3 separate regions of the Gossypium hirsutum genome follow, and all the other regions are linked to region 1. Evidence: chromatin contacts called from public Hi-C data. All regions are on one chromosome and are shown on one strand. The core of a region is the stretch at or near the end of the contact, and the rest is flanking DNA. Distances in the headings are between cores, read along the strand shown. Region 1 holds the start of LOC107917328 (transcription factor bHLH53). Region 2 holds the start of LOC107916989 (probable LRR receptor-like serine/threonine-protein kinase At1g56140). Region 3 has its middle 10 kb from the start of LOC107921149.

Region 1 (2,649 bases), core at 103-2,602:
TCTTGATTACTTGCAAGTCAATCAATAAATATTTTAAAAAATAGAAAGAAAAAAGACTTCAATTGTGTGACAATTTGTGATTACTTCTAGAAATTACAATAATCATAGATTTTTTTTTTAATTGAATAAAGAAAATATCAAGTTACCAATTCAAAAATTAGTGATGAAATTTTATCTGACTCCTTTTATCAATTACATACCCTTATCAACTTCAAACAAAAATTATATACCCTTAACATTAATCTCATACAAAAAAATAGTTTAAATTCACATATTTAGTTAGACAAATGGTTTTTGGGGTTCTTTACTGGTTTGAAAGGAGAGTTGAGATTTAAGATATATTTTTCTTGAGTTTTTTTTTAAGAGGTATATTCACAAAAAAAAAGAACTGAGGGACTAAATTTCAAGAATTGAAAATAGAATAGCTAAATTTCAAATTTGTAAAATAAATGCAAAAACGACCGCGATGGGACTCGAACCCACAATCTCCCGCTCCGGAGGCGAGCGCCTTATCCATTAGGCCACGCGATCCTTTAGTTTTGTCAGTTAAATAAAATATATTTAAACATTGTGTTATTCCTTTATGAACTCTTCTGATTGATTGGCAATTCGTATCCTGATATAGCTGCATAATAATTAATTAACTAAATCTTTAAACATATGTTGGGCAGCTACCTAACGTATCCTCCTATTCCTCACTATCCATTCGACTCTTTCATCTTTTTTGTCCCCAAATATCTGTTTATAGTCTTTACTCATATTTTATTTTATGTTTTTTTTTCGGCTTTTGAATTTAGAAGTAAATATTTATTTAGATGTAGGCATCAATTTTACCTTCAAATTTAGTAATATCTATACTGCTTATAAAATTCTTGACCCATTTTGTGTTAATTGGTAGCACAAAAAATTAATATACCTCTTATTTTAAATGATAATTGATATTTTTATTTTTATTTTCATATTTTTATGTTACCTTTAAATTTAAAATTTTAAAAAACACAACCTAAATAAGTTTAGAAAAAGAAACTATATACTTGAATCTAAAATATTAAAATATTGAAGTTTTAATTTTAGCTAAAATTTTATTAGCTTTTTATATAATTTTTACAGGAAAATGTTTTCACCAAAAGTGTGGCATAAGTTAGCGAAAAAGGATCGATCCTCGACTGCCATCCAACATTGGCAGTTGATCAGACGGTAAGGCATCAGTTGTAATATACGTCCTAAGATCCAAACAGATATCAGTTGTAAGGCATACAGCAATATATTGGACACCTGCAATAGAGGTGATAGCGGGAATTGAGTTGCCGCATGTAACTACCTCTAACCGTTTCTTATCAAGTCTTCCCTATTTTATCGCAACCCACCACTCTCTTCTCGGATTCAGTTTTTCCTTTTTTTAGTTTCTTTTTTGTATAAAGGTTGGTCTTCTAAAAATCTTTCCTGTCTCAAACTCAACAGGTAGTCAATAAGCACCAAAACTGATTTTTGACAGTTTTCTTCTTCTATTTCAGGTATGTTAAGCTTCTCTTTTACCCTTTTTTTATTTTCTGTAATCTGTTGCTACTTTGGGTCTCCTGTAATATAAATTTCTTTCTTTTCTTTTTCTTTTTTTGCAGCATTTTCAACAGCTACGTACCATGGTTTTGAGTTCATATTTCGACTGGCAAACTGATGTGCCAATGTATGAAAGAAAAACAGTTGAAGCTGAGAGTGAGACTCAGCTTGCCGCTGCAGATGGTCTTGAATGCTACTGGAATGCATTTGAGCTGCCTTATACTTTTCCTGCTTCTTACCTTGACCCTCATCACTACACTTCATTACTTACATTATATTCCATTCCACCTGAAGTCACCCCATATGAAACTTTGAGCTCCTACCCATGGCCCAAACGTCACAAACTCATTGAAGATCATTACTACTCAGACTTGATGCCTGGTGTCTTTGATGGGGTTGCTGTAAGTCCATGTCCAGTGCTTGAAGATCATCAGATTAACTTGGAAGGAATGAAAACAGTGGGAAACTGCAACAAGATTAGCGAGGAAAAGTGTGTGTCAGTGCAAAGCATTGCAGCAAGAGAGAGGAGAAGGAAGATTACTAAAAAGACTCGAGAGCTAGGGAAGCTTGTGCCTGGGGGGAGTAAGATGAACACTGCTGAAATGCTTCAATCTGCATTCAAATATATCAAGTATTTGCAAGCCCAAGCTGGGATCCTTCAAGTTATGGACTCCTTTCCGGTAATTCTTCTTCTTTTGATAAGTAAATGAAAATGTTGGTAAGCAGAGGAGTTAAATTTAAAGTTGAAAACAAATGCAGGAAAATGAGAAGAGGAGTTGGGATGGGAAAATGGAAATGGTAACAAGTCCCAAGGTACAGGAGAAGCTTTACATGGAAGATAAGTGCTTGGTACGGAAGGATGTGGTTATCTCTTTGACAACCCTTTTTAAACCTCCACTCTCTCATGAACTCACTCGCCTTTTATGATCTTTACCTTCCAATGACTGAAATAACTCTTTTATTTTTTTATCTGTAGTGTCTGTAGTTGAGTTTTGTTTATTTTGTTTTAACATGTATATTGTATCAAATATTCATGCTTTGATGGGTGTGTTTGTATTGCATTTTGTAATTCATTTCATTTTCAAAATGCCA
Region 2 (2,649 bases), core at 52-2,551, 610 kb after region 1:
AAAAAGATAGAAAATTCTGCAAATTATAAAAACATTTTTTTTTTTCATTTTCCCAACAAAATATGAAACAAAATGTATGTTGAATCCAATAAAAACTTAATCGAGTCAAACATAATGATTTAAAACAACATTTCACTCTCAAATTTCTCCTAAAAACATAAAAACAAGCAGCAACGCATGAAGATTTATAAAATTGAAAGAACATTTTGACCTGGATTAACTCTCTCTCTCTCTCGTATATAATAAATTATTTTAACATTAATTTATATGATTAAAATAACATGTCTCGAAAAGGTAATTTTATTTACGTCTTACTCTATTTCATTCATCACACTTGTGATAATTTAACATCGATTGAGATCTTTGATGTGGCATTAAATGTTGTTAAACGATAAGTTTTTATAATAATATTGGGGGATGTGTTAAAAACGAATGCTTAGTAAAAACTTTAACTATTGTTCCATACAAGTCAAGATATTAGGCTCCAGAGTTTTTTTTTTTTTGCCTAAGCAATTTGACTCGAAAATAGAAATGTTGATTCAACCAATTTTTACTGGTTTATTTGGTTTAGGGTTCCTATTCAATTGCGATTCATGGCTCAATCAATTCTCACCCTTACTCCGAATTGATCTACCGATCGATTCTCAATCTAATCAATTCAACTGATAATCTAATTCGATTTTAGTAACTTTAGTTTTAAGATATTTCAGATAAGAACTTTTAACTACTGGTAGTTGACTTTGCAGTTAAAATTATGTGTGACAATTAAAGCACAGGGTGCAAATAATTTAAAAACATTTATAAACTGAAAAGGTCATGCATGGTATGAAAAGTAAATTTTTTATTAGAACTTTAGGATATATAATAGCACCATCCATGACGCATGGACGGGCGGGTGTCATTGTCGTATTTGTACGTGAAACTCAAATGTAATGGCTGGCGCGCCACCAATGCGCTCCGTTGAAATACTATAGTTGAATATTCAACAATTAAATAATCAATAACAACGTCTAAAATATTTTGATAATCCACAGTCAGACTTTTTCATAGGGTTAGCATTTCCTTAACAATATTGTAATGAATATATGTTAAAATTCAACTAAAATTATTTAAAATTTTGTACAAATGAAAACCAACCATCATGTATGAGAGGAAAGGGAAGTAATGGAATCCCTTCCGACATTTCTTACTCTAATATTAAAATAAATGAATATTGGTTTGGTCAAATTTTATGATCCAAAAAGGTTGCTTAATTTGCAATTATTCATAAAAGGCAACATTTTTAACTACTCTCCTACAACTTTTTTTCATTCAACAATCAAACAGAGAAATATATATATAGAGAGAGATACATACATATACATGAAACAACAATTAATTAACATTGGAAGCAGTGATTGATGAAGATGTGGAAATTATTTAGATCAGAACAAGTTCTGGGTTTGAGTTTATGTGCTCTTTGTGTTTTAGTTTTGCCTTTTGCAGCTGAAGCTCAAAATCAATCTCAGCCAACTACTGATCCTGCTGAAGGTTGGTGGTTCTTAATATTTTCGTTATATTACCTCTTTCAAACGTTTGGAAATAACATGTGCGCTAAATCGAAATAAGTTACAACTAAGCTCTCTTTCTTTAGTTGGATACATACTTCTTTGCATGGCGTTTAAGAGATTAGATACATAATATTCAGGTTGTTCGAATATGACTATAATATTATTTTCATCGATGATGATATGATGAATGAAAAGCTTATTTTTGAATCTGAATGATTTTTTTATGTGTTAAAAATTTTATAAAATTATTAGTAATTTTTTTGTGAGATGGGTTATACATTTAGTTTGATAGGGAGGCTTGCTTTAGATATCGTCTTATAATTGAAAGTAGTTTGATTCATATTAATAATAATATTATTAATATTATTTTATTTAAATTTACTTGTGAAAATATATAAATAAATGATATAAAAAATTATATATTTTAAATAATAAAATGATTATTAAACTGTGTACGAACTAATTAATAAAAATGTAACTCATATCATGTTTTTATTGGATACCTATAATAAAACGAGAACAATTTGGTTAAAAACTTCATTAAGAATTAAGAAGCGGTTATTTGTTTTAACTGTCAATATTTTTTAGTTAAATTTTATTTAGAAGACATGTAGAAAGTTGACACCCTTGAATGGGAGTTCAGTGAGAGCATTGAACTCAATATTTGAAGACTGGGGAATAACAGCACGACAGGACCAATGGAACACAACGGGTGATCCATGCAGTGGAGCGGCCCTCGACTCTGACTCCACCGACATCGACAACGTTGCTTACAACCCTTTCATCAAGTGCGACTGTTCTTTCAGCAATGGTTCTACTTGTCATATCACCCGCCTGTACGTATCCGGTATCTCAATCCCATGAAAACCTGTTATTTTTCATGTACGGTATTTGATGGTTGTATAGCTTCTGTTTTGACATTATGTCTGAATGATCTTGAAACTGCTTGTATTGAAGCTATAATTGTTCCCATCCACTTGCATATTGCTTTAGTTCTACTTTTCGTAGCAAAAACTTTTCAGTTTTTTCTTTAATCGTATATATTTCATTAACCTAAATTTTAACTACTATGGACTTGAAAACTTTTTTAATATATGAA
Region 3 (2,649 bases), core at 60-2,559, 530 kb after region 1:
AGGCACTTGGAAGCTTATGCATCATGCAAGAAAGCACATGAATTAGTTTCTTTCTTGCAAGCAAAAACCTAGGCACATTAGCTTAAAAGATTATTCCTATTTCATTCCACCAACTTCAGTGTTTTTTTTTTCTTTCTTTCTTTTGAATTTGGTTTTTCTTTTTCACATCCATTAAAGATACAATGAATTATAGTAATTTTGGATAGAGTTTACAAATGATGAATCTTAAAAAATTAAAATAATTTTATTTATTTAACGTATTCAAATAATTATCTTTAAAATTAACCCCAAATTCAATCTTATTGTTGAAATTACAAGACAACCTAATTAGTAGGTGATGATATTAAAAAAAAAAAGGTAATGTATCTCTTTTTTGCTTTTTTATTATTTACGATTCATTTGCAAATAAAAAAAATGTTTTATATATATATATTTAAATTTATATTTTAAAAAAGAGTTAGTATCGTTAAGTAACATATTAAACTCAACTAATAGTATACATCAATTCAGTGAACAGTAATTATTCTAATTTGTTTACCAACTTTTTGGGTCAAATTTATTTTTGTCATATAGAATAAATATTGTTTTAAAAGAAAAAGACTTTGTAGAGGTGGGATCCGCATCCGCGTAACAGACAGAAAGCAAAACAAAGTGGGTCAGCAACGCATGGTTTTCCACGATGCCGTATGGTCCTTACTTTTTTATTTATATCATAAACTTTCTGACTGAAATTTTATTCACTAATTTCCTCATATTTTCTTAATTTCAATTTAATTTAATAATTATAATGATTGATTTTTAATATAATCATATTTCTTAATTTAGATGAAAATATTAAATTGGAAGTGAATACACTTATCCGGCGTTTATCATATACGCTTGCTTACATCATACAGTTTTATATTTTTTCCCATGAATTTAATGTGTTTTCCTTTCATTCTTTTTTAAAAGATTTATGAAATTTTGTGGTTTGATGAAAATAATAATTAAGGGAATAAAATTATTATTAATTTAAGAGTATATTAATAAATTCTTTAACATATTAAACCTTTAAAATTAATTAAATAATCATTATACAAATAAAATGAGAATAAAAATCTTAGCTCAGAGGGAGATGAAGCAAAAGGCTAAATATATCATAGGATGCTTTGGGTATGCATTTATATCGTTGGGTTTAAAAGAAAAACGTAGTCAACAATAATAATCACGCCATCAGAAAAAAATAATATATTCAACCTTATGGTCCAAGCAACCACATAAAATTTTAAAAAATATAAAATAAAGAACAAAAAGAAGGGACAAGTTTAGTCCAAGGCTTGACATTAAATTGATTAAAAGAGATTAGGAAGAGTCCAACCGTACATGTCCCATGCTACGGACAGAAGAATTTATAATTTATAAAATGAGTCAATATTTGTGCAACAATTTCTCATTTAAAATTGGCCCACAAATTTGCAAATGTTGACCGAGTAGGGGGAAGTGGGGCTAATGTGATGGCTGGCCTTCCACCTGTTGAGAAATGGGGCATGCCTTTCTAGATTTTTTCCTATAACTAGCGTTGAAGTCAACAAAGCATTCACTTAGTTTCTATTTCTTAATTAATACCCATGTTTAACAATATTACAAGGTGTAGTACTATAGATGCACCAAAACCACAAATACCAACATCATCAGTTTCAACCTCTTCCTTTCTAGAATATTGCTTCTTCTGCTTATCGAAAAATCAACATTGGTGAGATCTTTAGACCATTAGGGTAGTTGGTAATATTTTGGTCTTAATTTCACATTAAGTAAATTAATAACTAAATTAATTTTTCTTGTTTTTATGGCTTTGATAGAAGTTTTTAATATTTTTTATTTTTTATCTTAATCATTTTTATTTTATTTAAAAATAAAATATAATCATTTGGTTAAGTTAGTAAACTTAATTAATAATTTTAAAATTTATATTTATATATAAATATATTTGTGTATATGGTTAAGGCAGAGATTCTGAGTTTTTAAGACTCATGTTTGAGTCGTACCATGTACATTTGTGATGTGTGAGTCTTTACCCCCACCTTGTGCGTGTGCCAAGTGATGGTTCCTTTTTTTTTTTTTTTAGTTCTTCACCCATTGTGCTTTATATTAGGTTGATCTTATATGTCATTATAGTTGATTGGACATGTATTTATGCTTGTACTTACAATTTGTACCCTTGTGTTGTGCTTGTAATTGTACTATCTTATATTAATAACAATATATATAATTTATGTATAATATATATGCAAAATATTTTAGAAAATACTAATAGGATAATTTATGTATATATAATTTATATGTCTTATTTATTTAGTTTATATTTTGTAAAATATCAATTAAAGACATTTGAAAATTATCTCTTAAACTCGCATGTAGAGTTAAAAAACTTCACCACCAATATATCCAAAATTGTACATTGAAACACACATACAAGAACAAAAACAGTATAAGATTGACAACTTTGCCTTTGAATTAATTTATGCCAAACGGGTATTTGGTAAAGGATTTAACTATTGCTCCATTTAAGTTAAGAATAAAGAGATTGAAACGAAATATTTTAATATATTTATTTAATAATTAATATAAATATAATATTAACTATTCATGAAAATTAAAAAAAAAAAAGAA

Evidence for each region. A called contact is a pair of places that touch in the nucleus more often than the background predicts.
Region 2: a contact with region 1 is called in a Hi-C map of leaf, with 1.9 times the contacts expected there. The contact joins the promoter of LOC107916989 here to the promoter of LOC107917328 in region 1. A contact is called at or near these places in 3 of 34 Hi-C or Micro-C datasets (callus and leaf).
Region 3: a contact with region 1 is called in a Hi-C map of leaf, with 2.4 times the contacts expected there. The contact joins the enhancer-like site here to the promoter of LOC107917328 in region 1. A contact is called at or near these places in 2 of 34 Hi-C or Micro-C datasets (both in leaf).

What each region holds. Positions count from the first base shown.
Region 1 is chrA01:16,925,556-16,928,204 of Gossypium_hirsutum_v2.1, reverse strand. LOC107917328 (transcription factor bHLH53) reads left to right here and starts at 1,352. Exons shown (of 2, transcript XM_041111910.1): 1 at 1,352-1,514; 2 at 1,620-2,568. The coding sequence starts at 1,641. The coding sequence ends at 2,267. TRNAR-CCG (transfer RNA arginine (anticodon CCG)) reads right to left here and starts at 531; the gene lies at 459-531.
Region 2 is chrA01:16,313,469-16,316,117 of Gossypium_hirsutum_v2.1, reverse strand. LOC107916989 (probable LRR receptor-like serine/threonine-protein kinase At1g56140) reads left to right here and starts at 1,301. Exons shown (of 24, transcript XM_041111890.1): 1 at 1,301-1,530; 2 at 2,194-2,386. The coding sequence starts at 1,401.
Region 3 is chrA01:16,395,156-16,397,804 of Gossypium_hirsutum_v2.1, reverse strand. No RefSeq gene overlaps it. Among protein-coding and RNA genes, the nearest start is that of LOC107921149, 10 kb to the left of the region's middle. Within about 2 kb of position 1,309, at least 3 of the 9 cell types and tissues checked have an H3K27ac peak or open chromatin away from gene starts, as enhancers often do. A contact at or near this core is called in leaf, where this site is marked.